Regions from separate parts of the Anas platyrhynchos genome. Here region 2 is linked to region 1. Evidence: chromatin contacts called from public Hi-C data. All regions are on one chromosome and are shown on one strand. Each heading gives the region's core, a stretch centred on a gene start, on an enhancer-like site or on the middle of the called end of the contact. The rest is flanking DNA. Distances are from core to core; before and after follow the strand shown.

Region 1 (6,637 bases), core at 728-3,227:
CTGTCCCTAGCACAAGCATTCAGCAGCAACAGTCAGACCTCACAAAGTACAGAGCAAGTCACCCACATTAGTGTTGTTGTTAATGAGTATAATTTTTAAGATTAAATATCAGCTGTTATTTTTGAGCAAAGTTACCCCAAAAAATTAAATCAGGCAGTTTTTGCCTTCGCTACCACTTGTTATACAAAGCATGCTAACTGATACATAGCATCTCCATCATTTGTTGCTCTGCTTTGATGCATCTTTTCCAGCAGCAAATGTTTTTGAATCCTGCCAATTGCTGTTCCTAAATGTCTGTGCGTGGAGCCTGAAGAAGTGAACACCAAACCGAAACAGAAGGTTATGGGACTGGAAGGGGAGAGAAGCACAGCTGTGCCTTCTATATTACTCTATGCAATCTATATTACTCTATAGCTCACATTGTACAGCAGTTTCTTTTGTTTCAGGATAAGAGGATGAACTGCAATGACCTCCAAAGGGGTTGTGCATTTGTTTTCCTCTGAGGTGGGGAAAAAAAAAAAACTGCATTTCTATTGTTTACGTAGAAGATGAAGCTGTGCCTAACAATATTTCCCACTTCAAATGTATGTTATTTATAGTAGGCTTTTGAATTTTCTCCTGGAAGAATCAGTTCACAAAAAATCATGAAGTTCATGAAGTAGGTGAGAGAAAATCCAGCTCTCATACACTTACTCTGCATATTGAGCTGAGAGAAAAACTGTCCCACATGGGAGCCTGGCAGAATACGTAGCTGCAAGAACAAGAATTACAAGCGTTCTCATTGCAGTGGGAAGCATTCAACAGAATGGATAGAAGGAAAACTACTCATCTATTCCAAATATTTCCTTTTATTTGTTAAAGTTTTCACTTTAAAAAAAAAAAATCCCCCAGATGTATTATTTTAATAACAGTTCGTTAGGGGAAGTTTTGGTTCATTTTGCATTTACTCTTAGGAATCTGTTAGTTGTTATTTTGCATTCAAGTGTAAATTAAGAGGAAATAATTAACTGCATCAAGACTTTTCTGAATTGGGGTCCCCCTAAGATTTTTTCTATGAGGTTTCAGTCAAAGCACTGGTTAGGAATAGAAACAACATCTGCAGCAGAGAAAGGCAAAGAAGGCAACACTTCTTTGCATACTTGAACAGTTCTGTGATTTCCAGATAACCCTGCATGAATCTGCCATAGTTTTGTCAATTAAAATATGAATTTTTAAAACATTGTTAAGCTATTGCTGGAGGAAAATGGAGTCAAAATGAGCCAAGTCCAGCACTCTTGTTTATTAATCATACTACCTACCTAGCCAATTTCTCAATCAGCTATTAACAAATAGGTCTCAAGCATTACTCTTCAGCATACTTCTCACAGAAGTATTAAAATCCTGAAGAATCCGTTAACAAATTTCTTTTGTGAGATTACCACAAACTGTATGCTGCATACCTAAAAACAACTTCACATGAAATTGGAGCCACGTGCAAAACCCGCAGAGTCCAAAATGAAGGGGGACACTCAGCTTCTCTGAGTGGTAGCAGATGTAAAGCCCTTGCTGTATGGCTTCCAGGCAAAGCATTAAAAGGGGTCTTAATTCACGTTTGCTGGCAGATCTAGGTGCATACTACTGAAACACCTCCAGTGGACTGCTCCCTCCCATCCCCTCCCCACTACAGCATCCCTACAGACAGCAGGCACAGCTGAGTAGGACACATGCACTCTCTCAAATCACCATTTACTTCCGGCACAGTAACAAACAAATTGGTGGATATACCATTAGAGATACTTATTTGACATCCTGTTCGCAGCCAGAATAACACACAGCTAACAACATTCAAGAAATCTTCCCATTCAGATAGTATTTGGAAGGAGAAACAGCCTCACCCTGACTGCTTCCCATGCTCCTGCATAAGAGATCCACAAAACAAGACATTTCTTCAAAAGGCTGAACAATGCTCACACACATGTATTTGTAAGAGTACAGGTAATGTTGCCATCTAGTGACTCCTGCCATAGCAATATTGGCAACATTTTGACTGGGCTTTATCAAGTATCCTTTAACAGCTCTACAGCTGTCTCCAGTCTGGGGGCCATAACATGTGAATTTGGGGGGGGTTGCAACCTTTTTCGCATCATACCAGATTACAATAGGGACTATGAAATTTTCTTAAAAAAAAAAAAAAAATCAAATCATTTTAGGGTCTCTTTTCCTCTAGCTTCTAGAAAAGCAGTTGTAACCCTTCTTCAGTGCGCTTGTGATCAAGGAGACAACCCATGAAAAACTAGAGCTCAGTGGATTTGATCTGTAAATTCAGTGATTTTCCTGGCACCAAATCTCCTTTTCTGGCACCTTGCAGTACTATTTAGACTGCTACAAAACAATGTTTTGTAAAATTCAGCTTGCAAGCTACAAATGGATAGAAAGAGCATAAGGCAACCCCAGTAGTATTCTTGTAGTATACAGGCAGAGCAACCCTGGCAGCTGTGCTACACATTAGCCAAGTTTTAAGACTTATTACTAGTCATTCACCTCAGAATGACAGAAGTCTCACAATCTATCAACTAACCTGTTGCAATCACAGCAACTTAAGACTGTGCCTTTCCTGATGTAATTGTGGCAGAGCTGCGATCAGATCTGAAACATTTAGTAATCAATGTTTTTGTCTAAACACCATAGCAGACACTTCCCTTTTCTGGGGAGTTTGGTGCAGAGCTCTCTGCAGAGGTGATATGAGGGAGCTATTCTGTTTAGTTTTTTTGTTCAGATTTTGTGGGGGTTTTGTTTTGCTTCACACCGGGGAGTGGTAGCAATTTCCCTTCAACAGACCCATACTGGAGGCTCCTGGGCAAAACAAAAAAGGACAACATCAGGAAAGAATTTAGTAGGAAAGCATGACCACCACACACTGAAATAGGTAAAGTGCTACAAATAGAAGCATAAAGACAAGCTGTAAAAGAGGTGGCTGGGCTGGGTTACAAATAAGTGAGAGGAGAGCAGAAACAGAAGAGGACAAAATTAAAGAGCTTTAACCTAGAAAGAAAAAAAAAAAAAAAAAAGAAAAAGAAAAAAGAAAGACAGGGAAAGGACTGTAAGAGAAAGAATGTGCAGTCTTGGACAGCAAGAGGAAAAGTGCAGCTCTGAGTATCTAGGAGACAAGCAAGGCAAGGATCCAAGTGCAAAGAGCAGTTAAACTTAGTTCAGAATAAAGAAACACCTTTGGCACTTACGGAATTTGTTAATGCCTCACTATTGGGAGCAAAATTAGAGGACTTCAACAATGCTGCTTCATTCTGTGTCTCTCACACAGGCAGCAAACACTCACAGGTCTGTTTCACAGGTTAGTCAATAGTGAGTGCATTGCAGATGGCTTCTGCTAGGTATGATTTTAATATAAAGCTGCTTGGAACTGTCTCAATGCATTGCTTTCATATTGTTCTTGCACATGGATAACTTTAACATCAGCTGCATAACTCGGAAAATTGAGAAACCCTGACTATGCCTAGATTTCAGTTGGACTAGCTGAAAAACTCAATGCCTTGGGAAATTGGTCTGGTCTTTTGTGTCACCCCACATTGCCACTGGCCCCCACCTTCCTCATGCATTCCAAGATTTATTCTGTTATTCTCAGTGAAGTTTGTTCCACAATTTGTGATCACACCAGTGCACTCACTCATATGCACACAAGCCTGGGAAGGTCAGAAGTCACAGATGTTTTGCTAAATACACAGAACCCATGACTTGCATGAGATCTGTGTCTTACTCATAATGCAGAGAAACATATACAATTCTGCATATGGAATGCATCACACTTAACTCATTTAAAACATGATTCACATTTCTCATCCCACAGCTCATCCCACCTATATAGTGACTGCTATTGCTATGTTAACATCCAGCTTTAAAATAATTAAAAAAAAAAAAGCTTATCACTACGAAAGTACTATACCCCATAGATGAAGCCTTGAAGGCATGACCAATGAAGAATGTACAATTTCAGAATAGAAAAGACTGAACAATGCAGAACATTCATCTAACACTTGTATCATACATATAGCAGGCGTGCCTAGGTCTCATTTATGAGCTACCACCCATATTGATGTTTATATAGTGCAGAGTCAAACAAAGAATTGCTGCCTCAGAAGACTTACAGCTTAATTCTCCTACCAATCCTTAGGTCAACTCAGCCATAGCAAGCAACAATGACACATTCTGAAAGCAGAAATGGGCTCCTGTAAAGTAAAGACAAGAGAGTTTTAAAATGCACTGAACCCACCCTCAGGGAGAGTTAGGGATGCCTTATGAATGCTCTAACTTAGCCCTGAGGTTTGTAGTAGCATTTCATCCCCCACCCTTCCAGTTACAGCTTGTGGAGCACAGAGCTGTCACACCACACTTCATCTGAGATTCTCTCTACACAGGGGAAATGCCTACATATCAGATTATGCCACCTTTTGTGGTGTTTTGTGAAGAGCTAGCAGCACCAAAGGTCTTTCTGCACTTAGACTTACTTGTGAGCCAAGGTTTTCTAAGCTGGAAGTTGATTTTCAGAACTGGAATTCTTAGTTTGTTTCAGCAGCTAAGCCCTGAGCCTTGGAGAAGTAGTACAGCGTTCCTAGCTCCCTTTTTTGCTTCCCTTTATGTGGAACATAGTCTGTACTAACAAATATATCAACTTTTAACTCTGAATAATCACATTTGGGGCACCAAAAATCCATCAATACCTAGGAACACTGGCATATTCAACTTTTGTAAGAGTTTTTTTTGTGCTTTGTGGTTTTTCTCCTCCTTGGTGACTATCTAGATGGAATAAGATAAGTTAAATGGGGAGGAAGAGATGACAATGCTAAAGAGAAAAGCAAACTGAGCAGAGATGAAGAGGCAATGACTTGGAGAAAAAACACAGGTGGTCAAAAAGTAAATGAAGGAGAACATCGAGTAGCTCAAAGATTAGATTAAGATTCATTCCAACCCACATAAAAACCTACAGCCTCCAACAGTTTGCTTAAATAATGCATTTAGCCTTGTTCCACAGAGTCTGGCAAGGTGACTGTCTTTAAAGGTACCACACATCGCTCATCCCACTACTGAGGGTGTGACTCAGACCACCTTTCCTGCCCCCCCAGCTATGTACTATAAACTGACTGGGCAGATAAGAGGAATTAGAAAATTGCAGCTGTAAGCTGTAATTTCTTCCTTCCACTGTGATAAAGTATTTACAGAGTGTGTCCAGGAGACCACCAGGCACAGTGTAAGGCTATGTACCCAAGTTGCAGAAACATTGCAGCAGGAAGGCAGAGGAAATGTGCAGTTTGAGACCAGCTTCCTCCACCCCAGAAAGCAACGTGCACAAGGTGACATGCAGTACCTGCAGTGTGTGAACTCTCCATGCATCAGGCCTACAGTGATTCTCACATCCACACAGGACTTCAATGACCTCTCGTACCTGACAGCTCTGAAGAACACATGGCTGGTATTTCCTTTGTTACGGAGGAGAGGAGCACAACTGCAACTGCAAGAAATCAGGCTGCAAAGTTTGCTCTCCAGATATAATTAGCCCAGTTATAGTTAAATTTTAATTAGCTATACTGCAAGAGACCCCTCTTCAGAAAGATCAGAAACTCGAGTTTCCCTCTTGATTATGAGGTTACTATGGGGAGGTATTTGCCTTTCTGAGTTGCTCTAGCAGACATGCAAACTAGTAGTAACTGATCAGAATGACTAGTTAAGAAATGTCAGGTTTGAAAACATCGTTAGCATTAACATTCTTTAGGACAAAAAAAAAAAAAAAAAAAAAGGAAGAGAAATTTACTGGAAAGAAAGAAAAAAGATCCCAACACTGCACGAGAATAGGAAGGCCTCCATTAGAAGAAATGCAAGTGAAGAAGAAATGCAACACTTGCAAACATGCATACATTAAAGGAGCAAAGGCTTTTACAAGCACAAGAAACACTACAACAAATTGAAAAGGAGAAAAAAAAACATACGTAATAACAGGAAACTCTTTTTTGCTTGTTTGATCTGTGACCATACAGGCTAGTCTCAAAATAAGCGAGCTAAGACACTTAAAATTGCACTACATGAACAAGGGGAAAAAAGAGCTGTACAAATTTGTGCCTAGGGATGGTTTTTGCAAGTCTTCCACTGCTAGATGTAAGCACAGAAGGATGGATTTTTACAAAAGCAAGGAAAAGCTGGCTTAAAACCCCCACAGATATCCCTGTCTGCTCAATGAAGAGAGAAGGTCAGGCAATACAGATGCCCATGTGCATGCCTTGCAGAGACCATACATACTAGGCCCATCACTATAACCAACACATTTTCTGTTTAAGCTTTTTTCTTCCTTTCAGTTCCTGTAACTTTCATGAGGCTGACTTGTATTCTTTTTCCCAAAGCTCAAGCGAGCTGTGTGCATGTTACATAGTCAATACATCCATAAACCCAACACACCAAATGCTAGAGCAGCTTGCAAAAAAACTCATTCAGGCAAGCCCTAATTAAAAAGAAAAGAAACCTTTGCAAACAGCGTGTCTCCGAGAGGTGAAAGGTCCCCATGCTGCTCAGTGAGGAAACACCAGGGCCACCTTTAAACTTTAGAGTTTTATTAGTGCCTTTGTCAGCAGCATGTATCTGTGTGTGTTGTGTTTTA
Region 2 (6,607 bases), core at 2,303-4,802, 150 kb before region 1:
AAATGAGGAGGATATCTGAGAATTCTCTTAGAGCAGTATTTAAATTAAATCTCCTTATTAATGATGTATGGATTTCTTTCATTGTTTAGGAGGCCTGTGAACAGTTGAAAGAAACAAGAAGGCTTTTAGTAATGGGCACTAACAGCACCATTGTGCTTGCATGGAAGCTCTTGGCCATTCAGTGTCACAGGGTCAAAAACAATCCGAGCTCCCACACCAAAGCAGCCTGTAGAAGGCCACACAGACCTCACAACGCTGATTCTTTAGAGCTTGGGTGGGTTTCTGTGAGTGATGTGTTAAGTTCAATATTGGGAAGTAGAGGGGGAAATTAAGTTTTATTAAAGTTTACACTCATTCAAATTTCCCAAGTCCATTTCTGATTTTTTTCTGAGTTATATTGGAAATCTGAAGGGAGCAGGATAAAATGTGAATTAGAAATGTTATGAGATGTATGAGATGGCCTTCTTTGCTGGTGCTTTTTCTTCTGGTTGTCTGGCACATCTCTCTGTCAAGCACTGGTCATAGGGTTACTTCTTGCAAATAACAGTGATAGAAATCATAGAGGTAAACAAAGTGAGGGAAGGAAGGAGAGGAAACAGGACTAGGGAAGGCATTTATTTGACTTCATTAACCTTACGAACCATGGCATTTAATTGCTAAAATAATATTTGAATCCCATTTTATCTGGTCCTCTTTTCCTTTTCCTAGCTTGTGCAATGCAAGACCTGAAGTAGTAGCAAATGCCAGTCAGAGAAAACTCATGTACTTCAGAGAAAGTCTGACTGTATATTTATACATAATTATAAAATAATCAGTAAATTCTGCACTTTGCTGCATATTATGAGGCACAGGTTACAGATGTTACACATATAGGGGTTCACAATATATATGTTTCTAAAAGTTCTAAAAGCATGAAGTTTTTGTGCTGTTGTAAAGCACAAAATATATATATAGTATAGTGATTTGTTAAAAGAATCTGATAACCTGAAAGTCCCAAATGTCGCCAAAATACTGATATATTATCTTTTTCCTTTTTTTTTTTTCAAGGAAGTATGCTATCCTATTCTCACTACTGTCAGAGAAATATAATAGAACAGGAGAAAGAAAAAGCTTTTCAGGCACACAATACACTTCAAAGTTCCTATTCAGAATGCATGCAGAGCACAGTGCTTTCTCCCTGAAGTTTACCTTCTCCTCATTCAAGAAGAAGTTTTACTTCTTTGCTGGCTTCCCAACTCCAGCAAGACTTCATTTTCAACCTTTACTGTTACCCTATTACAACTTTTACCAACTAAGTTTGAGAGGTTTTTTTTTCTTCTTTTTTTTTTTTTTTTTCCTTCTTCTGAGGATTCAGAGGTTTAAACCAATTTTGTTTCAGTCTCACATCAGCACCATGCAGGAGGCATTCAAAGACAAATCTAACTGAGGACTTTTATTTCTGAGTAGTGTTTTAAAGTAAAGAACATTTACCTTGTGTTTTAAGTGAAACTAGTAATGGTAAACCACAACAGAACTGTCTGTGCAACGTACAGTTGTGTTCCTAGATTAGAAGCAAAATTTCTTTGTGAGGGGGCTAACAATACTGCAGGGGGCCATCTTGCTTCACTGAACTGGAACATCAAGTCTTTTGAGAGCACTCACACATTAGGTTGTAAGATTATTCTCACTATAGCAACGCTCTCCAATACATTTTTTTTTTTTCATTTAAAAGAAAAAGTTTTTACTTAGCTTTCCACTACCTATTATCTTTCCCAACACCTTCTATCTTTTCCATTCCTAACTTTCCCCTCCCCTGTCCCAGCCAGTTTCAGTTCAGTGTAAGTGTTCAGCTTCTGCACTTAAGATTGTATACAGAGGTAGGTTTGTTTTGTTTTGTTTTCTCTGGAACTGAACAAAGTCAAGAAAGTGGAGTTCTCCTACAATAACAGTAAAATGTCAAATCAGAACATCCAGGGCTCCCCTTGATCACTTCGATATAGAGTTTCTCTGAAAACTGGGCTTTGTCTTTATTACCTTCCAGTGAATTGATGGGGCAGTTCTGAATGAAAATTAGATGCTCTGTGGAACGTTTTGAATCTCACATACCTGGTGAAATTGCTGTGCTATTGAAGATGTCAGAGTAAAATTAATCAGCTAGTTTGTTATCAGAGCTCATATTATATTTCTCTCAGAGGAGTTAAAATCTAAAAATCAGTGAACAGCTCTCTCCACAAGTAAGAGCACCTTAACTAGTAGCATGCCTGAAGTCTAGGGAGGAAAAAAGGCAATCTTCAAAAAGCCTTTGAAAAGCCAAAGAAAACTACTTGAATCTGACTAGGTAGGGCCAGGGATATTTCAAGGCTCATGGATCCAGCATTGGTATCCAAATACAGCTGCCTGCTGGGTAAGAAGAGGCACATGATCAGTGACCTTTCATGAGGTTTTATTTGCTATTTGTTCATGACCGAATCCATAGGTGGAATGATGGGTACCTGTCCTAGATATACCTGTTGCTGAATCTGCAGTCTGTAGTGATTTTCAAAGACAGGAAATGGGATACAGAACACTATTTATGTCACTGTTTCTATTTTTGACACAAACTCAGACCCACAGAAAAACTCTAAGGACAAATTTCCAGCAAAACACATGAGATATAGTATGAGAAAAACAAAAGCTGGTTATTACAAAGGTCTCCACTATAAGTAACTACTACAATAGAGCTTGTCCAAACGAAGATTTGTCTTTTCTCCAATCTTTTGTCAGCTAGCTGACAAGTAAAATCCTGTTCAAGAAATTGTGTCAAAAGAACAGGCTAGGCATGTTGGAAGCAGTGTTTGTTTAAACTGAAATATATGCTGCATGCCTAACACAAGAACTGAAAGCAAAAATCTAGATTATGAGATGCACCTCAGAAGAGAGTTTCTAGACCTCAGTTACTGCAGGAATGAAGTGGAGGATGAAGGCTGCTTTTGTCCCTGTAGAAATAAAAAAATAAAAATAAAAAATACCAAAAAAAAGCTAGCCAACTTCATATGAGCTGGGTTTAGGTTGCCGCCCCTTGATGGGGTGTTGACAGAAGCTGGGAAAAGGAGGAGGAGGCTTTCTTGGTTTGAATCTTATGTTCTGCCAAACCTATTTTGAAACTAAGTTGGAAATTTCCTTGCAACACCATATGTGATAAGAAAAGTGACCTTATAGACAAAGTATTTTACTTGCTGTTTCGGGAACCCAGACTGCCGTTCATATAGCTCAGCAGAAAAAGCAACAGAGACAGTGTATCACACTGATAAACTGCATAAGGATATGAAGATACAGTTTTAAGAAGTTGCTCTGTATGTGCAGGGAGTATTTTCCTCACTGCAGTTTTATTGGGAGTTCACTGGGTCTTTTCAGAACAGTGTACTGGAATTAGATGTCTGGGGCAGCTGGATCAGTAACAAGCTGAACTAAGCAGTCCAGTGCAGCAGGAGCGGTATTTACCACTTGTTCCCTTTCCCCATCCATACTGTAGCTGCCTTGGTTCCTGATACAGACCACAGATTTTAATTTAGAGTACAGCCTGTAAGGGCAAATGTTTGTTGCTTCCCTGTGAAAAACAATTTGGTGATCTCAAGCTATTTCCTAAAATAGCAGCTACACACCATAGAGTGATACCTAACTGGGCAGCCAAAGGTCAGAGTCTTGGATATTTATGACTGTATAGGGTGATTTATATATTAACCCTAGGGATAGTCTGCAGTGGATGACACCACAACTCATCAGAAAAACAACATGAGAATGTCTGCTGCCCTGCATCAGGACCTGTTTAGTACTAGTTCTGTGGCTGAACAGAAGTGCCAATGTCAATGTTACATGCAGAAAAAGAAAAAAAGTCAAAGCTCTTGTTAATAAAGACCACTGATGTTGGAGGCAGCTAATTTTGGTCAAGCAATAAGCTTGGAAGCCTCTTCCCCCAAGGGATTCCTTTTTTGTCTCGAAAACAAATGAAAGTGAAATGAAAACAAGAAGTCCAGACTATATAGAAGAACATTATGTGACTAAGCCTGCTGCTGCTCTGATGGTATTATTTCTGTAGTCCAGTCTATTCTGGCAGGACTATACTAGTGTATACTGCTTCTCAGGGCACTATACACTCATATGATATTCTTTAGCCCTGTGAACCTCTACATGTATGAAAGGGAGTGTGAGCTGCCAACAATATATAGTGATTGAAAAAACATTCACCATTTATTTACTTCTACAAGCAAAAAGGAATGGTGGGAGTAGTTTGCCTAACTATTGTTTAGGTACTCATTCATTAAGTGCTTGGTTACTTTTAACACTTCTAAAACTGCAGCAAGTTATTTACCAAAGATTACAGCTTCAGCTAGAAGATGCCCTCCAGCCTTGTGAACTTACAGCTAGCTATTCATGCACTGGAGTTATAATGAAAGCCAGGCAAATATCTAACAGGGTTGGGCTGAGATAGTGGCAGGGAGGTTTGTATTAAAATTCAATACAGCACCAAAGACAGTGATAGAGACTAAACAAGAGGAAAGTCTTCCCTCTTCTGTGCTCATTTAGGAAGCACATGGAAATAATTGTTGGCCCAGAGACACACATCCATAATTCCCATTGTGCTCTGAGAGCCAGCCCTCATACCAGCCCTGTGCACCCGTACAGAGCACTCTGAGTATTGGAATGCAAATCTGCACACCAAGCGTCAAGACTTGCGTAGGCAGTATTCTCACAATAATCAACATTATAAATTAGAACAAGGCTCTCCAGACCAGGTCAGCACCCATCAAGTTTGCAGGAGTTCATCAGCATGGGAAAGGCTTGTTTTAAGAAAAGCAGCTCTCCTGTATGTAAAATAATTTACTATTCATACTTGGTCAAGGGTGAGTTCAATACAGTAACTTAAAGCAAGGAGAAGATGCTTGTCCAAACAAGTACAAGCAACTCAAAATATTCAAAATCATGTCATTGATATTTTGATAGAAATAGGTTTTTAAACATGCATGGATATTTCAGAGAAAATTGTGTGTTGCTGTTAACTAGGGCATAAAATGACCAAAGTCACGACGGTCCCTCTTTAAGCGGCATCAAGGAACTGAAGGGTCAAAACTGTGTGTCATACAGACGTGTCAAGTTGCTTCTCTCCCAGCATGCTGGACCGCTTGAGGTGACAAAAACAAGTGGGTAGATGACAGGGTCGGGGGAGGGAGTCAGTGGTGCTTGGCTCCTGCCAGAGAGCATGCTGTGCTGCCCTGCTCTTCCTCCATGCATAGATCGCAGCAGGCAGCAGATCTCCATCTCCTTTCCCAATGGCAATGCATCCCCACTGTTTTCTGACCCCACATGACTCCCTCTATTGGCAGCTCACAGATCAGGCTTTGACAACGTGGAAGGGGAGAGAGCCATAATGCAGTAGAGAAATGAGGTGCAGGGTTAGCTACCAGGGACTTAAAAGAATCAAAGCATAAAATGTCACAGGTCTGAATTCATTTCTTTTGCCCAAGGAAAGCAAGATAGACTGTTTTATCATTTGGATTCAAAATCAAACATTTAGCAGACTGAGGTTAAATTTTGCTTTAGGGGCATAGAATATTACTGTTTGGATTTGAAACAAGATTCACTGACATCCTCAGCACCAAAACTCATTGCTGCAGAAAACACTTACTTAACTTCATCAAGTGAAGAGTGACTGTAAAAATCATCATTTTCACATTCAACAGAATCTTTTGAAATAGGACTCTTTACTTACACTGGCAAGACAGGTGACACTTGAGACAACACAATAAGAGTTAATGAAAACAAAAGATTGATATTCTGAACCAGACACCTATATACTTATTTAAAGAGGAAAAAAAAAAAAAAAAGAAGTATGGAGGAAGATAAAAATATGTAATTACCGTGTATTTAGACCTTTAGCTCCGAAGGCATTTCCTTGCTTTGGGATAAAGAAGAAAGGATCAAAAAAAAAAAAAAAAAAAAAGTCTTTGCTAGCTTTAGACTAATGACTGAAGTCAATGTGTAAACTACAGAGACTCACAGCGAGTACATCTGAAGAGTGTCAGTGGAGGAGTGAAAAAAATCACAGAAACGGAAAATCATTTCTAGATTAACAGGGAAATAATCATTTCAAGAACTGCAGTTCTACTTTCAGCATCATTTGTTGTATCATACCCTTTCAGAAGATAAATTCAAAACTGGAACAGATCAGTTAACACCATATATATAGATACATATATGTATTATGAAACATAGAAACTTAAAATGACCATACTGAATTAGGTACATGTGGAAATATAAAAATATAAACATGGGATGCTTTTTATCACAAAACAACACAGGAAATCAATATTGTAAGGTTTTACCATCCTATCTGACAAAAGAAGAAACAGATGTCACAATGAACTCCTCTGGTAGCTTTATAGTATTGTGACTGCTTTCATTGACTAATGAGACGCAACAACTTAAGGCAAAAGCAGGGTGTGATTACTTACTTCTTTTATGTATGCCTTCCTTACTTTGCTGTTGCCTCACTATCTTGATCATAAATTGAAGTTGTTTATAACTTCGAGCTGGTAGCCACTTTCAGTGGCATAGGTTTCCTTCACACTGGACTCTAAGGGATGGTTTTGTC

Evidence for each region. Hi-C and Micro-C count contacts between places; a contact is called where the count stands out from the background.
Region 2: a Hi-C map of subcutaneous adipose tissue shows a contact between it and region 1, with 2.1 times the contacts expected there. The contact joins two enhancer-like sites. A contact is called at or near these places in 2 of 8 Hi-C or Micro-C datasets (F5 follicle and subcutaneous adipose tissue).

The regions. Positions count from the first base shown.
Region 1 is chr3:41,278,426-41,285,062 of IASCAAS_PekinDuck_T2T, reverse strand. No RefSeq gene overlaps it. Among named protein-coding and RNA genes, the nearest start is that of TRNAS-GCU, 83 kb to the right of the region's middle. Within about 2 kb of position 1,977, at least 1 of the 8 cell types and tissues checked has an H3K27ac peak or open chromatin away from gene starts, as enhancers often do. A contact at or near this core is called in subcutaneous adipose tissue, where this site is marked.
Region 2 is chr3:41,434,521-41,441,127 of IASCAAS_PekinDuck_T2T, reverse strand. No RefSeq gene overlaps it. Among named protein-coding and RNA genes, the nearest start is that of TRNAS-GCU, 240 kb to the right of the region's middle. Within about 2 kb of position 3,552, at least 2 of the 8 cell types and tissues checked have an H3K27ac peak or open chromatin away from gene starts, as enhancers often do. A contact at or near this core is called in subcutaneous adipose tissue, where this site is marked.